Linked DNA regions of Mus musculus: regions 2 and 3 are each linked to region 1. Evidence: chromatin contacts called from public Hi-C and HiChIP or PLAC-seq data. All regions are on one chromosome and are shown on one strand. Each heading gives the region's core, a stretch centred on a gene start, on an enhancer-like site or on the middle of the called end of the contact. The rest is flanking DNA. Distances are from core to core; before and after follow the strand shown.

Region 1 (4,058 bases), core at 548-3,047:
TTCTGTAGAATATGAGTGGATCTAAATAGACCTGTTTCTGAAGATGGCTTTTCCACTTGACCTCAGGGAAACCATCATTTCAAACAGAAAAAAAAAATCCCACTAGAGTTTCAGCTGAGATAGTTTTGAGGATGTTGATGGGAGGAATCTCTCCTACACTGGTCTGGTCTGAGCATTGTGCTGCTCAGAACCCCTCTTGGCTTTAGGGGTACAGCGGGAGGAGGGATTGCAGGGTATCACAGTTTTCCATTTGCACTGGGAGCTTTCCAGGGCACTGATAACCTTCAATCCAGCAGTTTGGCATAGCTCCAGGGTATATCCTAAGACACTTTCATCTTCGTGTGGCTGTGAAGGCAGCACAAAGGCGGGATGGTGTTCACTCAGGATCTGGGCAGACACAGAGAAAATCATGAACTCTTCTTTCTAGATCAGTGCCGCATCCCCAGAGCCCCAGCAGCCAGCATGCTACTCTGGAGGGCGTGTGCTGTGAAGAAAATGAAGGAATGCAAAGCGAGGTGGCATTCTCTTCACCTGGCAGAGATACTGTCACCAGAAGTGTGCCTGTAGTTGTCATATGTCAGCGGACCACCCTCAAGCTAAAGGCAAGAGTGATGTGTGTGATGTTTGAGAGCTCTATGCTGGTCTCAGTGGCTTGGAGTCCACTGTTGCATTGTGAGTAGTCATACTTTCTAGAGAACAATGTAGGTGACTAAATGCTGTACATCTAACCATGGCTCCATCAAAAAGTTGGGGACTGCGTGGCAACTGCTGTGACAAGGACCCTTTTTAAAGGCTAATAAAATAAAATAAAATGAGGCCTTCAAAAGCAAGGTTTGGGAGCCAGAGAGAGCTTAGCTTAGCTGTTAAGAGCACTAGCTCTTATTTCAGAAGACCCTGGCTTGAGTCCAGACATAGGTGTGGCAAGGCTCACATTCTCTACTGACCAAGCACTGACAGCTTTGAGGGTTCCTGTAACCCCAGAGGTGTCCCTCATGTGGCTTCTCAGGTTTCAGTGGCTCTGGTGGTGGCTTTCACACAGCTCATGGCTGTCAGTTGCTCTGATAATGTCTTCCATATATACCATCAATGGTGTTTCCCACATCACTTTGGAAGTTTCCAGTGGCTCTTCCAGCATCCTTGACTGTGCCGAATATAGAAGAAACACATTCTCCTCATAGAGCCACAGATCCCAAGATCAAGTGGTCAGAGTTCAGGGGATTTTCCATTTGATAGCAAGGGGGTCAAACAGCAGGTATGTCTAGAGCGCACCGCAAGTCTCATTCCAGATGGTGACTCTTCAGATGAAACAAGTGAGGACCGAGGGCGCCGTTTCCACTATGTTCACTCTAGTGCCACGGACTCCCTCACACTAGCTGTCAGGCACTCCTCGAATTATGCAGTTCTTGTAACAATTGACAGTGATGTGGTCTTTTAGTGACCCCCGTCTGTATACCGATGGGCGCCAGGCAGTGTGGCAGCTGGCAGGGCTCTTTCCAAACGCTACTTACTAGCTTCTTACCTTCTTAGCTAGAGTTTATGCAACTCAAATTCATATGCTTTCCCTCAGTCTCCCACCCACGCCTTTCCCAGTTTTCTCAAACCCACCTCCACTCTCAGCCTCCATCTTCCTTTATAACCCGGTGAACTTTGCCAGCCCTCCTGAGGAGCAAGAAGCCGCGCACCTCTCCCCTTCCTCTCCTCCCCCTGGTGGGCGGAGCAGCTCTGCTTCAGCTCCTGTTGCTATGACTCTGTTGCTAGGATCAGGCTGTCTCCATCCCCGGCAGGAAACATGTAATGAATTATGGATGGCTGATTCTCTCGGAGAGACCTGATCTGTAATGCAGATGAGCTCAAAGCACCCCCTTTTCTTCTGGTTTCTTAAGAAAAAAAAATCAGTTTTAAATCTGACGGAGCGCTGTCCAAGCCCCAGTTGCCCCTGGCAGTGGCTTCTGCTGAGATGGGTGCTGATTTTCATGCAAAGGGCCTGGGCCAAGCTCTGCTATTTGTGCTGAGGGCCTTGCAGGATTTTCTCTGGTCCTGTGACCCTGTGGGGCATGCTCGCTTTTCTCTCTCTTTTTGTGCTGAGAGGAGAAATGGAATATAAACACTAACATGACATTTTATACAAACACTAGACATGACATTTTCTAAGTGCATGGCCTCCTCCTGTGGGCACAGTGCAAGCACTGAAGGCCAGGTCTCAGGTTCATCCATTCTCTCTCTCTCTCTCTCTCTCTCTCTCTCTCTCTCTCTCTCCCTCATTTATAGCTCTCCCCGCACTCCCCCCCCCAACCCGGTTCCAGCCATCTTTGTGCACAGAAGCCCGCAACAGCGAGGGCAAGAGAGGGCCTGCATTGCAGGGTCACTGTCAGCATAGTGGCTTTGATGCTACCCCACTGCCCTGAGGTCACGGGTCAGAGGACAGAAGCTCTGTCCCCTACCCTTTCTCTTTCCAGCATCCAGAGTGTATGTCCATGAGCGTGGATGTCAGGAGGAAGTCTCAATGCCTATTGATCATTCCATGTGCCCTGTGGAGCAGCTCTGGGCTCCAGGATGGGTAGCAGTGTTGCTGTGGTACAGCTTGCTCAGAACTATTGGCAGGATTTTTGCATCGTGAAGAGGCAGCCAACACAATTTGGGAACGTCTTTGGTTTGCTCTGGAGAGATGTTCAGAGGGTAAAATGCACACAGGCGCTGGGTGTGGGATGTGAGACTGTACCTCCAGTACTGGAGTAGGAACTGGTATATCCCAGGGGCTCACTGGCCAGCCAGTCTACGAAAACAGTGACCTCTGGGATCAGTGAGAGACCATGTCTCAAAAAATAAGTTACTGGGGAAGGCAGGAGAGCCAACATCTGGGTTCCATATGTGCACATACATGCTTCCCACACCTGAGCGGATGGGGGAGAACATCAAAGCTAAAAGAGAGCTGGAGAGATGGCTCAGCAGGCAGGAGCACTGGCTGCTCTTGCAGAGGGCCTGCTTTCAATGCCCAGTAGCTGCCAACTGTCTTTAACTCCAGTTCTAGGGGATCTTCTGACCTCCGCAAGCACCAGGCACTCACAGGTGGTGCACAGACATACACGCAGGCAAAACACCAGAACACATAAAAATAAATGATTTATTTACTTAACAAACAAACTTAAAAAAAAGCCTTTTCCAGTTATCCATGTGACCAGAAATTAAATATCCAGACTGTATAAATCATTTTTAAAATTAAAACCAAACTCTCTTCCCCTTATCCAGTCAATAAGCAGGTGATTGAATTGAATAGACACTTCTCAAAATAAAAAAATATAAGTGGCTAATAAGTATACAAAAAAAAAAAAAAAACCAACCCACAAATGCTCACAGAATCAGTATCCATCAGGGTAATACAAACCAAGTGAACACAGAGATTACATCTCCTGTCTATCAGAACGGTCATTGCCATAACAACAGGACAGGATTGCACCCTTATCCACAGCTAATAAGAATGTAAAACAAGGGCTGGTGAGATGGCTCAGTGGGTAAGAGCACCCGACTGCTCTTCCGAAGGTCCGAAGTTCAAATCCCAGCAACCACATGGTGGCTCACAACCACCCGTAATGAGATCTGATGCCCTCTTCTGGTGTGTCTGAAGACAGCTATAGTGTACTTACATATAATAAATAAATAAATCTTTTAAAAAAAATGTAAAACAAAAACCCAAACTTCATACGATCCAGCTGTACCATTCATGAAAATATATACCAAAGGAACGTCTATCACAGATTGGAGATACCTGCCTAGCCATGCTCACACAGCCAAGTCATGGGCTCAGTCTAGCTCCCCATCATCAGATGAGTGGATGACGGAGGTATGGTACTGGGGCTGGGGAGATGGCTCAGTTGGTAAATGTCAGCCATGCAAGCATCAGGACCTGCTTATAGATCCCAGCACCTACATAAGAGCTGTGTGTGGGAGAGTATGTCTATAAACCCAGAGCAGGGGTGGAATGGAAGCAGGAGCATCTCTAAAGCTCCCTGGCCTGGCAGCTTAGCAGAATCAATGAGCTGCAGGGAGGGTTGGTGAGAGAC
Region 2 (4,058 bases), core at 1,030-3,529, 440 kb after region 1:
GTCTTAGCTCTAAAATTTGTCTCTGCAACTCCTTCCATGGATATTTTATTCCCTATTCTAGGGAGGAATGAAATATCCACGAGTTGGTCTTCCTTCTTGATTTTCTTGTGTTTTGGAAGTTGTATCTTGGGTTTTCTAGGTTTCTGGGCTAATATCCACTTATCAGTGAGTGCATATCAAGTGACTTCTTTTGCAGCAGCCTGAACCAATCCTGAGCAGCAGTGGGAGGAGTCAAGAGCAGCAAAGATGGGAATCACTTGTGTGCCGTGTAAATGCTTTCTCTAAAGGCCATGACTGAAAACCTGCTGCCTTTGCAAGTGTAATGAGACAAGGTGTTGATAAAGTGAAAACTGTCTTCGGGTCTAAAAGGAATGATTGTACAGCCACTTTTAATCAAAGCCGGTGTGCAGCACAGATTAGAACCGTCCCTCTCTACTGCCCTTGGACAACATGATAATTCTGTATGATGGCACTGCCCTTGTCCATCTTCACAACCCAATTCTAGTGTCAACAGGCTCCACCCATGAGGGAAGTCCAGGGAAAGGTCTCACTTTGGTGTGTGATGCGACTGGCCCGAACACACATTGCCATTCTCTTAATCCCCTTTGCACCGAAGTTCCCCCTCCTGTGAGGGGAGAACAGGAATGTCTGGTCTCTCTATGGTGATTTGCATTCTCGGTCTCTAGATGTCCTGTGGGATGCCAGTCAAAGTTAGGCCACCAATGACAACCAACAGTTTCACCCAAGTCCTATAGAATTTAAATTGTGATGTCAGGTCGGCTCCTTCCTAAATCACTCAGTACTGAAACGAATAGGGGCACACAGTGGCCAAAACATGGACTGAGGCTTTGAATGGAGGTTCCAAATCCTATCTCCTCCCCAGCTTCACCTTAGCAGCCTTAGTGGCCATGAAACCACAGTGAGGACATCAAAGAGGGCTGAGAACAATGAGGCCAGTTTCCCTGTTCCTGGTCCATGAGATACATCTAGTTGCCATGGAGACCAGCATCTGCAGAACTCCCTAAAGAAGGCTTTTTACAGACACTGCTTCCCTCTGCTTGGAGACAGCCTGCTAGCTGGGCTGAGGGGGTGGGGAAGGGCTATAGAAAGGGACCCCAGCTGAGGGGGCTACAGGAATGGGACTCTGGCAGAGGGGTTTCAGGAAGGTAGCCCAGGCCGAGGGAGTGCAGTTAGGCTGAGGGAAGCTGCACAAAGGGCTGGGGGGGGGGGGCGCAGCAAAGGAACAAGGGGAAACCCCAAGCTCTAAAGTAGGGAAGGTCTGTTGTCCTTAAAGTCCAACAGTCATCCATGTTGTGTTTGGGTAGCTCTCAGGCAGGGCTAGAACTATCACCCATGCAGTCCTTTTGTTCGATTGATCAATTTGCATCTGACATCTTCAAAATGCAGCCACCTACAGTGTTGTCCCTGCCTGTGGGTCCAATAGGCCTGTACTGTCTCACTATACTCTTGAATTTCCTGGACCTTGCTCTGGGGCTATGTGGAATTCCAGCCTCACTATGCAAGTCAGCCATCATCCAAGAGTACGCCATTACGCTGTGTATTCCTGTCCCAGGAGGAAACAGTGGGCTAGTTTGCAGACAGAACTTCAGAAAGTGTATCAGGCTTTGAGCATATTCAACACATCTGTTTATGGCAGGATTGTTCACCTAGACTACTCTCCGAGTATCTCATCTCAGGGGCCAAACGCCCTTACACTGTCCCTCATGCTCAGTGGCCCTTGTGCATACCATCTGTTCTCAGTTCTCATACTTTTCCAAAGCTGTCTCTACCTCTTAACCCTAAGACCTGCCTTCGGTTAACCCCAGGTGTGCTGATGTGACCTGTTCTGTGTGAGCACTCACAGTACTGAGGGTTAACATTGCTACAGTTGTATTTAGCATACACTCTTTCCCACAAGCCATACCTAAGATGAAGAGATGGTGCTAGGTATCAGAGGATTAAGAAGAAGAAACTACAGAGTTGGGCCATTCAAAGTTAGATAACCATATATGCAGAATCAACTACCTCCTCTCTAGCCTGAGGTGGCCCCACATAGCCTGGCCTTAAGCATCAGAGAGTCAGGCAATGGCTCAGTGACAGTGGGAGATGAGACCACAAGCAGGCATCTGTGCTCACAGGCCCTGCTGAGGCCATGGGTGAGAGCCCGTGATGAGGGGCTTGAAGCTGAAGCCAGATTTCAGAGCAAGCTTCCTATTCTCCCTTCTCCTCATCTAGTTGCCATGGGAACTGGCATCTGTAGAATTCCCCAAAGGAGGCTTTTGACAGACATTGCTTTCCTCCTGTTCAGAGTCAGTCTGCTAAGCTGGCCTGTGAGAGAAACTGCAAGATGACCTAGTGTATAGGCTCACACCCTGCCTTCCTCCCTGAATGTTTATCTTGACCTTCTTGACCTGGTGTGTACAGGCTCATACCTTATCTTCCCCCACCCCAGAGCTTATCTTGAAGCCACTTATTAGATATGCAAAGTCACTCTGTAGTGCTCGACCCTGTTTCTGGAACAAGCTACTCCCACTTAGGTGTGAAGGCACTATCATCACTAAGCTAAGAGAATAAAAGAAAGCAGACACACCCTTTGTGTATTAACAGAAAATGAAGATCAACCAGTGAAGACACAGGTGGGGTACCTCAAATCTACAAAAGACAGGTTTGACTCTGCTAAAGATGGGTGAGGTGAAGAAGGAGCAGGTTTCTGCTGAGAGCCTCTGTGAGGTAAGAACTCCTTGAAGTTGCTGTTGCTAATGAGGGTCCCTTCCACAGACACAGCCCCAGCCCCTTGGGAGCATCTTCTAGTCACTGTATGATGGCCATTGCCAGGAACTCTCCAATCAGGCATTCTCAAGTCTCTGTCTCTCTGTCTCTGTTTCTGTCTCTCTGTCTCTCTATCTCTCTCTTTCTCTCTATATCTCCTTGTCTCTCTATCTCTCTGTATCTCTCTCTCTCTCTCTCTCTCTCTCTCTCTCTCTCTCTCTCTCACACACACACACACACACACACACACACACACACACACACACACCAGGCCCTTAAGGTCATGGGAGTGAAGGGGAGACACCAATTGCTGGCAAAGAGCAAGAAAGATGTTCAAAGAGAGCCAATTAACATCCACAAACCATCAAGGGGCCACAGAGCACCATCTGCTTCTACCTGTCCATCTTCATCCTATCCTGGTGGTATTTTGACACCACAATTCTACACTGTTTATATATGTGCAGCCTAAGGTTGTCGGGGAGGAATTCAGGCAAAGTCTTACAGTCACTGCCCATCCTAGTGATAATTTGTACTACTTTGTTTTTTTTTTTTTAAAGAGTTTATTTCATTTTATAGCTTGTAGTCTCCCATCCAAAGAAGTTGTTTACTGGCTTGCTCCTCATGGCTTGCTTAGCCTGCTTTCTTATACCATCCAGCACCTCCTGCCCAGGAGTGGCACCATTCACAGTGGGCTGGATCCATCAACATAAATCATTAATCAAGAAAATGTTTCTTAGGCTTGCCCACAGGCCAATCTGGAAGGAGTGTTTTTTTCAATTGAGTGTCTCTCTTCCCAAAGGATTCTAGCTGTGTCAAGTTGATTAAACACTAGCCAGCACACTGCCTCGGGCAGAGCCTGCCTAACACATCAGCCCACGCCTGCAGGGGAGAATCTGATTTTCCATTCTGCATCCCTGTTTACACTTGTAACTGCAATAGTCAGCTTTCTGTGATTGTAATGAGACACTCAGATAGTCAACTAAGGAGGAGGACAGGTCTATTTTGGCTCACGGTTTCAGCAGGGTTGGTGTAAGGTTGTTTTGTCTGCTGCTATGGGCCTGTGGCAGCACAGTACATCATGGTAGGAGCACATGGCAGAGGGGGTTATTCACTTCAAGGAAGTTGGGAAATAAAAAGAGGAAGAGATCTGAGTCCTAATGTCACTTTCAATGATGTTTTGCGATTGGCCCAGCTTCCTTCCACTAGGGTCAGCTCATGAAGATTCCACCGTTTCCCACTACCAACAGAAGAGGAAAACTAAGCTTCTGCACAGAGCCTTTGGGGGATAC
Region 3 (4,058 bases), core at 702-3,201, 400 kb after region 1:
GTATAGCTTCAGGTCCCAGTCCTAAGAAGCTGCAGAGACACGTTCTTGTCACAGCAGGGCCACAGAGTGCTAAGCATCCAACTGTAGTGTCAGGGAAGGGCTGGCAGACAGAGCATCTAGGACTTCTGATGCCAAGTTCCTGTGCTGCCCTCTCAGCCACCTGCCAGCTTACAATACCTCTGAGGTCTTTCCCCTAAATCCTGCCTCTCTCCAACCTCATTTCTTCCCAGTCTAGGAAACTTTTGCTAAACACAGTCAAGTCTGCATCTCCTCCCAGGATGCTGTGAAAGGAATTTTTTATTTCTTAGTAGAGCCATCCTCTATCTGCGAGGTAATATGCAGGCTAATCTTCCATACAGATACCACTGAGGGTAGACATGGCCAAGGTCTCACTTCAGAGAAAAGCCATCCATTAACACAAGGTCAGAGGGGCCTCGGATGAGTAACCCAGTCATGCCACTGCAAAGCACACTTCATAAAACCCAGCAGATCTTACACTTCACATGGGCCCCAAGGACAATTTCTAAACATGTCCAGGGACTAGAGAGCATCCCTGGGCCCAGGGCATGACTGCCAGAGGTGCCAGACACAAGCTTATGCAGCTGTGAAATACTCAGTCCCTAAGACCCGATATAAGAGAGTAGGGGTGGGGGGTGGGGGCAGAGACCACACTGTCACATGGCCCCATTCACCTCAAGCGAGAAGGAGACAGGCCGGAGGGAATATGGGCATTACCCAGTTTACAGGGTTGCCGTAGCTCATAGGCACACCTGAGGTAGAGTCTTCTCACTGGCCTGACTAGTCTTACACAGCCCCTTCAGTCAGCAGTGCTCAAACAACATGCCAGATGCCCAGAGGAAGAAAAGGAAGGGGGTGTGGAGAAGGGAGGAGGAGGGTGGAAGAGGGTAGAAGAGGGTAGAGGATGGAGAGAGGAATAGAAGGATGAAGGAAAGGAAATTGGGAGTAAAGGAAAGACAAGAAAAGGAGCAAGGGGGAAGAAGGCAGGGAGGGAGTAGGGAAGAGGATCTTCATTCACTTAGAGAAAAAGAGATGGGAGGGCCCGGAAGATAAGAGATAGCTGGGAGCACCCCCACTTCCATACATGCCCCACACAAAGTAAATTGGCCAACTCCAATGGTTACTGTCTGTGCCAGAATGTGTCTTAACCAGAGTTCTGGTCAAGAATAGTAGGCGTAGCCTTGGGTTTCTGCTTCAATGTGCACATCTAAGCTAATGGCTTTAGCCATGACAGGAAAAAGCCACCCACATAAACCCAAATGCTCAGAGAAAAGTCAGCTCCTGGAATATGATCAGTGTAGCTCAAGGGTTGCTTTTTGTTTTTTTTAAGATATTGTTAAAGCTGTGACCAGATTAACCTACTGGACTGAACACATTGCTTTAGCAAAAGTCACCTCCTGGGGATGCTGGCTTTTGGTGGCCTACAGGACTTGAGGTTTCACTTGGCTGTTCTTCCCTAAAGTCAAACAAGCAGGTTATCAGGGGTGGTTTCCGCTGTGCTGTGCTGTGCTGTGCTGTGCTGTGCTGTGCTGTGCTGTGCTGTGCTGAGCTGTGCTGTGCTGTGCTGTGCTGTGTGCTTGCCCTCATATTCCTATCCTCCAGGAATGGCAGGCTCACTGCTGTCATCATGACATTGGAGTAGGAGAACCTCTCAGTACTGACTGAATAATGCTGAAGGATGGGGGATAGGCTATTTCTCTTTCTCTCTCTCTCTCTCTCTCTCTCTCTCTCTCTCTCTCTCTGTGTGTGTGTGTGTGTGTGTGTGTGTGTGTGTGTGTGTGTGTGCGCGTCTGTGGTGTGTGTCTTTCCTTCTTCCTTCCTTCTTTTCTTTCTCTATCTTGCTTTCATGTTAGGAATTGTATTTAGGGCTTTACAAGTGCTACAGTGAGCTATATTTTCCTCCCTTGGAAAGACACTGTGTGTGTTTGGGGGTGGGGGTGGGGGTGGGGTAGCTGCCTGTAAGTGGCTGATGCTAATTAAACCCATTGAATCACCAAGATAGAGTTGGGTGGATTTTTTTTTTTTTTTTTTTTTTACTCTTCCTTTTGTCTTGTCTTGTGCCCCTCTGGGGTTTCTTTGTCTTCCCAGGGAAAGTTAACACAGTAAAGAGAGCTTTGTTTTCCTTTAAACCCAGTGACAATGGGCGGTCCCTTCACACAGGAAAGCACCTTTCCCCAAACAGGTGAAACCATGTTGGGGCCACAGAAGCCTCCCCTCAGTGCTTCACCTTCTTGACCAACAGAGAGCATGTTTATTACATCTATGGAAATTGCAGTTTTGCATGTTCACATGCTGAGTCCTCTAACCTGAAGAGTGGCTCAGTGGGGGTCAGAAGCACTTTCTGGTCAGACTGTAGGTCATCAACATCTCTGGAAGGCCTATGCCCCCTCTCGGACATCTCAGAGACCCATTCTGTGGTGTGGTTGACCATGTGCCACAACAGGCCTATCCTGGGTGGGGGGCAGTTTTAGGGGACACTCCCAGACTCCCATAGACTGTGTGCTGAACCCTTGAATCTTGGGTACCCATGTTTCCACTTTTTCCTGTGATGTGGGGAGACCTGCCTCCCTGGTCTAGTGCAGATCACTTTAATCAGAGGGAGAGATGTCTAATTCGTGTCAGTGATGGGAAAGCCCCGAGGACGATGAGTCAGGACTCATGCTGGTTCCATAAGAAGTGCAAAGCCAGGCTTCTGTGGACAGGCACAGAGGGGAAAACTGGCATGTATCTGTCCTATGGCATGCCTGTCTGTCTGTGACATGGCATACTATCTGTGATGTGGCCCACATGTCTAGGACATGGCTTACTTCCTTTACTATGTCTTGTGCTTACACCATGGCACACCACCTGGCTCATCGCTAATACATGGCTTGTGTGCCGTGATGTGGCTCATGTGTCTGTGACGTGGTTCTGTTCTATGCCATATGACTTGACATGACTCACATACCTGTCCTCATCTTCCTCTTAGGTTCAGGGTAGTCACTGCAGCAGATCCTGGGGTCCAACTCACCTAGCTTCTCAGACTGATGGTAAGTGGCAGTAAGGAGACCACTCGGCCAGAAGGTTCCACAGCAGAGCCAAAGTCCCCAGCACTTACCTTCTGATTAGTTTGCTTTGGGCCTATAGGTCACATGGGTTCACAGCACTGGATAAACAGGAAAAAAATCTGAGCTATGGCCCCTACACTCCACCAGACCATACAGAAGGCTTCCATCATCTGTGAAGGCATCTCTAGCTATTGGGGATGGAGTTCTTTGCCTATGAACCACTCTTCTCAGTCTTGTTAGTATTTTCTATCATGGAAAACATTTAAATATGCATCTCACTTACCCCAACTTACTTCATTGTTATAAGTGGTCCCTCAATGTCCCTGATGAACTACCTGGCCACCAATGGCTGGTAATCACTTGAAACATGTACAGTCTGGTGAACTGAGTGTTTGACTTAATTTGGACCGAATCCCTATGTAGAACTACTCACTCCTATGTGAACAAGTTAGGCGTAGAGTCTCAAGTTTTTTGTTCAGTCTGATTCTCAACTAATGGGCTGACCAGATATTAATTCGATTTCCTCAAGGTATGGAAACGGTTGCTAAGGAAGATCTAAATCCTTATGTGGAGTCAGGCTATATGCAGGCTCTGCTGTCAGGCTCCTGAGACTATGGGTCCTGGGTACCTGGCCCATCTTGCAAAAAATCAAAAATGTTCATCTATCTCCCTGTACAGTAAACTTACGGAGGCACTTAACCTAGATAATGTGCAAGTGTGAGTTTCAATGTTGAATTCGCATACCAGTCTAAAGTTTGAGTTTAGTGCCAGTGATTATAAAATTAAGTCCGCTTTGAATTTTGAGACCATGTCCTTCCCTCCAGAGAGGGTTGTGTTCAAGGAAAACGATACAGCTTCCCATGGTGATGGAGTATCCAGGTCTGTCTCAGCCTGACTTGGGTCATAGATGACCTGGATTCCATAGAGAACAGTGAGCTAAAGCCACTACGATCTCTAGGCACAGACAGCACACAGCCAGGCTGAGGAACCAAC

What was found. Hi-C and Micro-C count contacts between places; a contact is called where the count stands out from the background. HiChIP or PLAC-seq counts read pairs in DNA pulled down with a chosen protein or histone mark.
Region 2: an H3K4me3 HiChIP or PLAC-seq map of embryonic basal ganglia shows a contact between it and region 1, with 4 times the contacts expected there. The contact joins two enhancer-like sites. A contact is called at or near these places in 1 of 484 Hi-C or Micro-C datasets (embryonic stem cells), 4 of 115 datasets of contacts at active chromatin or transcription factors (differentiating embryonic stem cells, embryonic basal ganglia, embryonic forebrain and 1 more) and 1 of 9 other capture datasets (embryonic stem cells).
Region 3: a Hi-C map of cortical neurons shows a contact between it and region 1, with 1.6 times the contacts expected there. The contact joins two enhancer-like sites. A contact is called at or near these places in 3 of 484 Hi-C or Micro-C datasets (cortical neurons and neural stem cells), 5 of 115 datasets of contacts at active chromatin or transcription factors (astrocytes, embryonic basal ganglia, embryonic stem cells and 1 more) and 1 of 9 other capture datasets (embryonic stem cells).

Annotation. Positions count from the first base shown.
Region 1 is chr12:117,343,185-117,347,242 of GRCm38.p6, reverse strand. No RefSeq gene overlaps it. Among named protein-coding and RNA genes, the nearest start is that of Gm5441, 8.2 kb to the right of the region's middle. Within about 2 kb of position 1,797, at least 94 of the 459 cell types and tissues checked have an H3K27ac peak or open chromatin away from gene starts, as enhancers often do. A contact at or near this core is called in cortical neurons and embryonic basal ganglia, where this site is marked.
Region 2 is chr12:116,905,817-116,909,874 of GRCm38.p6, reverse strand. All of the region lies in intron 11 of Ptprn2 (protein tyrosine phosphatase, receptor type, N polypeptide 2), which reads right to left. Among named protein-coding and RNA genes, the nearest start is that of Gm31336, 150 kb to the right of the region's middle. Within about 2 kb of position 2,279, at least 36 of the 459 cell types and tissues checked have an H3K27ac peak or open chromatin away from gene starts, as enhancers often do. A contact at or near this core is called in embryonic basal ganglia, where this site is marked.
Region 3 is chr12:116,946,309-116,950,366 of GRCm38.p6, reverse strand. The region is part of intron 11 of Ptprn2 (protein tyrosine phosphatase, receptor type, N polypeptide 2); the gene reads right to left. Among named protein-coding and RNA genes, the nearest start is that of Gm31336, 190 kb to the right of the region's middle. Within about 2 kb of position 1,951, at least 13 of the 459 cell types and tissues checked have an H3K27ac peak or open chromatin away from gene starts, as enhancers often do. A contact at or near this core is called in cortical neurons, where this site is marked.